Regions from separate parts of the Mus musculus genome. Here all the other regions are linked to region 3. The links are chromatin contacts, called in public HiChIP or PLAC-seq maps. All regions are on one chromosome and are shown on one strand. The core of a region is the stretch at or near the end of the contact, and the rest is flanking DNA. Distances in the headings are between cores, read along the strand shown. Region 1 has its middle 12 kb from the start of Gm52717. Region 2 has its middle 93 kb from the start of Map3k7. Region 3 overlaps Bach2 (BTB and CNC homology, basic leucine zipper transcription factor 2).

Evidence for each region. HiChIP or PLAC-seq counts read pairs in DNA pulled down with a chosen protein or histone mark.
Region 1: a contact with region 3 is called in an H3K27ac HiChIP or PLAC-seq map of thymic regulatory T cells, with 4 times the contacts expected there. The contact joins two enhancer-like sites. A contact is called at or near these places in 5 of 115 datasets of contacts at active chromatin or transcription factors (embryonic stem cells, forebrain, memory CD8 T cells and 2 more).
Region 2: a contact with region 3 is called in an H3K27ac HiChIP or PLAC-seq map of thymic regulatory T cells, with 5 times the contacts expected there. The contact joins two enhancer-like sites. A contact is called at or near these places in 2 of 15 datasets of contacts at CTCF or cohesin (large pre-B cells and pro-B cells), 4 of 484 Hi-C or Micro-C datasets (bone marrow-derived macrophages, embryonic fibroblasts, mammary gland and 1 more), 12 of 115 datasets of contacts at active chromatin or transcription factors (VIP interneurons, differentiating embryonic stem cells, embryonic basal ganglia and 9 more) and 1 of 9 other capture datasets (embryonic stem cells).

Annotation. Positions count from the first base shown.
Region 1 is chr4:32,148,028-32,150,727 of GRCm38.p6, forward strand. No RefSeq gene overlaps it. Among named protein-coding and RNA genes, the nearest start is that of Gm52717, 12 kb to the right of the region's middle. Within about 2 kb of position 1,319, at least 37 of the 459 cell types and tissues checked have an H3K27ac peak or open chromatin away from gene starts, as enhancers often do. A contact at or near this core is called in thymic regulatory T cells, where this site is marked.
Region 2 is chr4:32,055,963-32,058,765 of GRCm38.p6, forward strand. No RefSeq gene overlaps it. Among named protein-coding and RNA genes, the nearest start is that of Map3k7, 93 kb to the left of the region's middle. Within about 2 kb of position 1,314, at least 18 of the 459 cell types and tissues checked have an H3K27ac peak or open chromatin away from gene starts, as enhancers often do. A contact at or near this core is called in thymic regulatory T cells, where this site is marked.
Region 3 is chr4:32,480,408-32,483,107 of GRCm38.p6, forward strand. All of the region lies in intron 1 of Bach2 (BTB and CNC homology, basic leucine zipper transcription factor 2), which reads left to right. Among named protein-coding and RNA genes, the nearest start is that of Bach2, 64 kb to the left of the region's middle. Within about 2 kb of position 1,399, at least 47 of the 459 cell types and tissues checked have an H3K27ac peak or open chromatin away from gene starts, as enhancers often do. A contact at or near this core is called in thymic regulatory T cells, where this site is marked.

The DNA.
Region 1 (2,700 bases), core at 69-2,568, 330 kb before region 3:
AGCCCAGAGAAAGCTGCCTGGCTTCTAGGGACTGAAGGAATCACAACGGTTTTCAGGTGGCAGGCTGCTTAGCTGGAATTTTGTGTTACTGGTAGAAGGCACTAACCAATCTGGGCCTCAAAACCTATCAAGTGAGCTGAAAAGAAAAATCTCTCCCCTCTTTTGATCTGAGAGCTTGTTGCTGTTGTGGGGTATCTTATAGGAGTGCTAACCATTGAAGCTGGTCTTGAAGGTCTGGTGATTCGCTCTGCAGTTGGGAATCGCGAGTCATATCTGCAGAATCTCAAAGAGCAGCTCTGAAGACGGAAGATTGTGTTCTTTGTGATAGCAACACACAGGCGCTTGGAAACTCAAATCTTGGTCTTCCTTGCCGGAAACGGCTCCTTTTTGGCTGGTAAAGCAAGAAATGGAACTCTCTCAGAGTCTGCAGATCACAAACTCTTGATAGAGAGGTCTTCGACTAGAGCTCCAGGATTCCCAAGACATTCCACAGAAGCGGTTGGTAACGATGACTTCTGACCTCGTTCTCCTGGCCATTCTTCGTATACATCCCTTTGCCTTTCTCAAAGGATGTTAGTTGAAGAAAGGGTTCCTATACTAAGGGAAAGAAAGAGTGAGGGAGGAAAAGAGGAGATGGGAGAGAAAGGAGGGAGGAGGGCTTAGCAGAGAGACCATAGCCCATGAAAACCACAAGACCTACAAGGCTCACACAGCTTCTTAGAGAAAGCACTGTGTAGCTGGTGAACTTCCTGCAGGGGACTTCCCAAGCACACCTCAGTTAGTGGCTGTCTGCTCAAAGATGCCAAGGCTTTTGATTTCTCTCTTATGATCAGTTATAGGCAGTATCTAATGCTGATTCCCTTCGCCTTTTATTTAGCAATTTCCAAAATGAATTGGGCCTTACAGCTTTTGCCCTCTTCCTAGGGAGAACACTAGCTATGTGCTGTTATTTCGCCCAAGACAATCTTTTCACAGGGAGGCTTCGGTGTAGCTGAGCTGTTTGTCACATCTTGCTGCTGGGAGAGATTACACTATGAAAAGATGAATAGAACTGAAGCAATGTATTCAACAGTAACCACTCAGGAAAACAAATTCCTTCCTACACGAATCTCCCTTGGTAGCCACCGCTTCTATTACTGACTGGCTTCACTTTCTTGTCGGCATAAAAACAACCATCCAAGGTAAAATGTGTATGATATCCCAACGAATACCCACTGTCAAGAGGTTCCACTGTTTGACCCACCCTGCCCCCTACTTCCTCCGTACACCTGTGCTTATATTCTGGTGCCTGGCAACACATGGCAAGCAAGAGGTGATAGCCCAGGGGAATCCCCCGCCAAAGGGCAGATCTGACAAGACCATTATCAGATGAGACTGAGGTGTGAGGTGACTCAGACACTGTGAAATTTAAAAAAAAAAGCATGTTCATGTAGACCGGCTTTTCCTCTATCAGACAGCACGCCCTTAAGATGCTGTGTCTGAAGCAGCTCTGAAAACCGAGTCCTCTGTTAAATGAGATAGAGGCTCTTGTTGTTCAAATGATTCCCATAAGACAGACTTTTAAAATCAAAAGTCTTTTGCCCATTCGTACATTCGCTGAGCATGTACAAATCTTTTCAGGGCTTTGAGCTGAGTGCTGGCTCTGGAAACGGGGAGAAATAAGACAACTCCCTGCACAAACATTAGACAACCACTCTTTTAAAAAGTGTCAGGGCTTTTCTCCAAGATGGTGGCAAAGGTGGTTAAAAAAAAAAAAAGAAAGCTCTTGCCCCTTGCAAAGCCAAAGCAAAGGCCTTGATTTGCCTAAGAAGGCAGTCACAGCCGCAAAAAGAAGATCCGCATATCACCCACCTCTTGGCAGACCAAGACTCTGCAGCTCTGGAGGCAGCGTAAATACCCTCAAAGGAATGAACCCAGGAGACACAAGCTTGAGAACCATGCCGTCATCAAATTCCCTCTAACCACCGGGTTAGCCTCTCGAGAAGATAGAGGACAACGACATGCTCTTGTTCACTGTGGATGTCAAGGTCAACAAGCACCAGACCAAACAGGCCGTGAAGAAACTCTATGACATTGATGTGGCCAAAGTCAATACCCCGTAAGGCCTGATGGACAGAAGAAGGTGTACGTAGTAGGTCCGCTTGGCTCCCAATTATGATGCTCTGGATGTTGTCAGGAAGACTGGGGTCATCTAAACTGAGACCAGATGGCTAATTCTAAATATACAATTTTTCTTCACCATATGAATGAATGAATAAGTAAATAAATAAATAAATAAATAAATAAATAAATAACATGTTAAGTCTCAAAGAAACCCAGGACCAATGGCTAGCTGAGGTGGTTATCAACATATCAAAGCTGACACTGGCTGCCAGGCTCTCCATTACAGAGTAGCTGTTACAGAGTCCTGGCTTCCTCTCCAGCCCCCGACCTTAAAGTCCCCCTTCCTCTAGCATGTCTTTTTCTATAAAACTCTGCCATTATGGTTACGTGCTCTCTCCATCCGGTCATCGTCTTGGCTCCTGGTCCTCTCCCTTGCCCTCTCTTCTCTCCTCGTCTCTCTCACTCCCCTCCACTCCTCCTTACATGACCGCGCTCAGTCTGGACTCTTCCAACCACCTCTGGCTCTGCTCTCTCTCTCAGCTACGATTCTCCTCAACCATACTTAGCGGCAGTCACGTCTTCCCTTTCGTTTGCTTT
Region 2 (2,803 bases), core at 64-2,563, 420 kb before region 3:
ACCTTGTTCCAGAGGAGAACATCTCTGAGGGTAATTGAGCAAGCTACTCTGGGAACGTATGCCCCAAGCAGAGTTATAATTATTAGTATTATAAGTATTAGTACGTACTACATAAACAGTAAGTGCTGTGCCGAACTCTCTATGAAGATTACCTCATTCACTCAATAACAACTAGCGCTTGTTCCAAGCACTTGAATTTTAAACCGAGTCTGCCTGAGTGAAAACTGTTGTTGTCTCAATGCATACATATATAAAACACAGGACCCTGTGACAGAATCCTGTCCCTTGTGCCTACCGATCCTAAGTTCTAGTTCAGAATGCTTTGATGAAGTCCAAATGCAGGTATGCCTAGCCACGTCCACCAAACAGGAGTCTTCTATAAGTTCCAGTCCAGGGGACACTGGGTCAGATGGGGCCAGCCTGAAGACCAAGGAATTCAGTAATGGTTGGGCTCTGATCCCAAGTGAAGGTGTGTGTGTGCTCAGGGTGGGGTTGGGGTGGGGGTGGACGGGGTACTGTGCTCCAGATAAAGAGAAAGGGCTGGGAAAATCTGATCTCTGCACTCAGTTCTGACAACTCTGGTTCTCATCAGGGGAGTGGCCCTCCTCCTCAGTGCCTCTGGGTTGAGCCCTGCTTGCTTAGATCCTAGAATCCTTTGGAAGCTCAGATAGCATAAGCCTGCTGACGTTAGTCCCACTCGTGGAAATGTAGCCCAGAACTGCACATCTTCATCTGGGTTCGGTACCCACGTGCGTGCTCATGACTTGCTTCTACCAGTCTGTGTCAGAACAAGATGAGAGCACTGTGGGTAGGGGTTAGAGGAAACCCTTCCCTTTGAGAGTCCGTCTTTCCTGGTTAAATACTGATCTGGGGTACTTGCAAGCTTATTTTATTCCCTGGAAATGCATAACTTTGGCAAGAGTAGATTGATCTTCCTTCTCCCCTCCCCCTTCCCCCTTCCCCCTCCTCTCTCCCCTTCCCCCTTCCCACTTTCCCCTTCCCCCTTCCCTTCCCTTCCCAGCTCCCGATCTCTTGCCTCCACCCCCTTAATGCTGGGATTACAGCAATAACCTGGTTTACATGGTCCTAGGCATCAAACCAGGGCTGGAGCACACTAGGGAAGTACTGTACCAACTGTGATACATTTCCAGTCTCCTTTCTTGTCCTTTTTCTTTTTTCCATTCATTTCTTCACTTTTAGCTTTCTTTTTCCTTTTCTTATTTAAAACGTCACTCCCAATTTGTCTCTGAACAGGTAAGCAATTTTGAAAGTGGCTTCTAGACTGCCATCTAGTGGTCATCATAGCTCATGGTCACTGACTTTCTGAGACTACAGATTGTTGGAGTGTGTGTGATTGGGTGTGGCTGGGGGCGGTGTAAGTGTATGCATGCGTGTAGAAGGATGTGTGTATGTGTGCACATGTGAAGGTGTGTGGAGGTGGGGGTGCACATCTCAGTGTATGTGTGTATGTGCACGCATGTGCGTGCACATTTTAAGTGTGTGCTCAGCTGCCAACAGAGAAATGTATTATCATTAAAGGATTCAGGTTTGGGCACTGGAGAGATGGCTCAGCGGTTAAGAGCACTGACTGCTCTTCCAGAGGTCCTGAGTTCAATTTCCAACCATTACATGGTGGCTCACACCATCTGTAATGAGATCCGATGCCGTCTTCTGGTGTGTCTGAAGACAGCTACAGTGTACTCATATAAACAAACAAACAAACAAACAGCAACAAATAAACCTTTAAAAAAAGAATGAGATTTTGCCAGTGTGCTTAAGTTAGGATCCTGAGAACGGGAAACTCTGTGGGTTGTCTAAGGGCCTCAGTGATCCCAGAGGGAGGCAGGAGCATGGGCAGAAGCAAAATCAGGCCAAAGCTCAGGCATACGGGTGGGACGCTAGAGAAACAAGCAGGCCAAAGCTCGGGCATACGGGTGGGACGCTAGAGAAGCAAGCAACGTCCTCCCCAGAGCTCCTCGGAGGAGTGCACCCTCTCTTACAGACTGATGTCGTCCATGACACGTCCTGGACTTCTAACTTCTAGGGTTCTAAGAGAGTAGATTGTGTTGTGCCTAGAGCCATAGAGTCAGAACTCCTTAGAGCAGCAATAGGAAATGGACCAATCTGCACCGAGCTGCAGTTTACTGACTGATGGGCACATGACTACAGACACAGGGAGAGTCCGTATAGGAACAAGGAAGGGCGAGCCCAGCGCATCCACAGAATGTGGGGTTCCCTGGCTCCCCTGCCTGCTGGAGGCCACAATCCCCTGGCAGCAGTCCTGAAAAACAGGCAAAACCTGAGGGATCGATCAGAGAGCCTAGCCCCATGTAATCCTAAAAGTCTGCGAATCCACAACAACCAAAACCCCCCCAAAAAATCCATAAGCTCACCGCAGAACTAAATACAGGCTAAACTAAAGAGACTACTCACCTCCGAATTCGTGCCTTTCTGGAACCATTTCAAATAAGAATAAAAGAAAACGAGTCTGTGTGGGAGGTGGAACGCGGGCTAGCTGTGTGAGTATGTGGGCTATTTTAGTTGCTCTGCCCCCACCCACCTCCAACCTTCAGGATGTCTTAAAACACCGTGGTCACCTACACTGGGAATATTCTCTATTGTAGTCAGAAGCAGCTGACTAAGGGTTCAGGTTTGCTCTAGGACTCTGGGCTGCTGTGTGCCTGGTGGGCCTGGGAGTTTGTCAGCGTGCTTGCCCTGGCCCGATGGTGCATTTGTGTGAGCCTCTGGGCAGTCCTAAGAAGCATGTTAACACGAGAGACCACCCTTCTTGCTGTAGTGGGGA
Region 3 (2,700 bases), core at 149-2,648:
AGCCAATCCGTGATGAGTGTGGTTCCTGAGTGGTTCATTCAGAGTGCTCACTCTTAGATCCATTGCCTTCTGTGACCTTCATGGTCCCAGGGGGACGCTGTGGAAGGCAGGCTATAGTGATGTCATGGCCACAGCTGCCAAGAAGCATGGGAGCCCACACTTTGTGCCATCCTTGCAGCCTTAAGCAAATTGGCTTTTACCCACGTTAAAGCGAAAAATGCAAGCAAATGAAACAAATGCCTTTTGTTCTTCATATGATCTCCATCGACCTCCATATGAGAAGTCCTCCGTGTGTACAGAATTACAAACGTATGCACTGTGCAAATAATTGTTTCTCATGATGATAGTTTGGGACGGAAGATGTAGCTCAGTGATGGGGCAGTTGCCTAGCATCGGATCCCAGTACCACAAAGAAAAAATTAGTGTTTATTTGAGCACTTACTACAAAAGTAAGTAGCATCCTAAATACTCTATTGTTAGAGAGAACAAGTGTTACAGAAGCCAATTAATGTGCCAGCATCTGTCATCTAAGAATTAGACAAGCAGGAATCAAATGGTAACCGTCTGTGTAGGGAAGGAAGGAGAACCGGCAAGTGGGTGCTGTGTGGACTCAGGAAACTAAGCCGCCTCTTACTGCCAGCCCACCCAAACAGTTTTGAGTTACTCATTCCTGACCGTTCAGGAAAAAGAGTATTTTCTACCCCTGGAACAGAGCAAATTTTGACTTTTTGTAAAGGGTAAGAGAATAGGGCTAGGAAGATGGCTCACTGGCTAAGAGCAGTCACTGCTCTCGCAGAGGATCTTGGGTTTGATTCCCAGGACCCACCTCAGGTGCTCATAACTGGTTGTAACTGCAGTTCCAGGGGCATCAAACGTTACCCCCGTGAGCAAGGTGCACATAAATTCATGTAAGCAAACACACGTAAACATAAATATTTCTAAAGGGTCCTTTCTTTGATACAGTTTGCGTTACCCAGAAGACACTCTGTAAGGCAGAAACGTGTGAGTTCTGCGGCACGGCAGCTTTATTCCAATAGCATGCTCTGGGTGGTGAAGCATCTGTGTCACATTTGGTAATCCCTACTCGAAGATGCTGCCACGGAACGCTCCACGCCCACGGTTTCCCCACCCCCGCTTTGCTGACCTCTGCTTTTCCCGTGCTCTTTGGAGAGACTTTCGCCTCTGCTAATCTCCTCCCTCCTCGGTTGGCCTCCAGTACGGCGGCAGATGGTCCAAGTCCTTGTATTACTGAATGTGAGATTAACAAACTGCTGGCCCATCCTCACCTTGGGAGTTTAATCACTTTTAAGTAGAACAGAGAAAGGAAGTAAGGGAGGCAGACATCTGTAGAAATCCACAAGCCTTTCTCAGAATACCTGAGCTTTGATTCGCTGCTGCCTGGTTTGGTATGCTGTGCTTTTATTTCCTTAGTTACCAGGGGAGTCAGGTGCAGTCTGAGCCTCTTCCATCCTGCTTGCATTCCTGCAGAGAAGATGTTTCAGAACAACACGGATCCACAGGACCCAATGGGTTGGGGGTGGGGGGTGGGGGTGGGGACAAGTTCTCATTTGTTCAGAACCTCCTCGTGGGCCAAAGGGGTGGTTCAGCAGGAAATGAACTTGCCTTGCAAACCTGAGGACCCATTAAACTCGTGATCCCACAAAGGAAAGAGGGAACTGATTCTCGAAGGTTGTCCATTGGCTTCCACATGCTCACACGCATGCTCACATGAAGGTTGTCCATTGACTCCCACATGCTTACACGCATGCTCACACGCCATACACACTAATAGTATTTATCAGTTACATCAGAACAAAGATGTGAAGAACCTGTATTTCTGCAGCCTTTGCAACTGTGACTCTGCTTTGTTTCGCCCTGTAAGCTATGTGCCCTCTTGGGAGCCTGGGAGAGCATCAGCAGCAATCATAAGAGTGAAGAGTCACCTAGCCGCAGATGCTCTTTGTGTAAGGCAGACCTTTCCCCTGACTGTGTGTCTGGAGGTGGACCTGCACACAAAGCAGGGCTTAGCTTCAGTGATGCAGTCTCGGGCATCCTAATCATAGCCAGTCGGATCTCCCTTTGGGAAGTTTCACGTAGTAGCACATGTAGGCGATACTAACCTGTGCTAGCCACAGTGACATTGCTAATACTGCCTCTGAAATCCGCATGCAAACTTCAGTCTAGTATTGTCACTTGCCTGATGCCTAAACTTTTGTTAATTACCATAGCAAATCACTTGAAACAGACTCAATAAAAACAAAATTATTTTTAATTATAGCATATGAGTGTTCTGCTCTCGACGCTGTCCTGGTCCCTCCCCTTTATTTTCTCTCCTCTTCTCCAATATCTGGCTCCCCGACACATCTAAAGCCCTCTTAGAACTGAGTTTAGTTTCTCTCTTCTATCTTAGGGCTGACAATCATGATGAAGCTAAAATTAGGCAGAATTAGAATTACAGTGCCCCTTTTCCACATTTGACTCTCTGTTGTCTTTTCTTAATCTTTGATTCTGTTGTGAGTTTTTTTTGACTCGGTTCTTTTTTTGAGACAGAATAATTTCTGCCAGATTCTGGGAACTCCCCTCCCACCCGATGGGGTCGGTCTGGGGAGGAGAAGTGAGCCCCAGTTGAGCCCAGCGCTCAGTACAGGTCTGCAGCGCCTTCTATTAAAATGTAAAGTGATCCGTTGAGTCAGCCTCCCT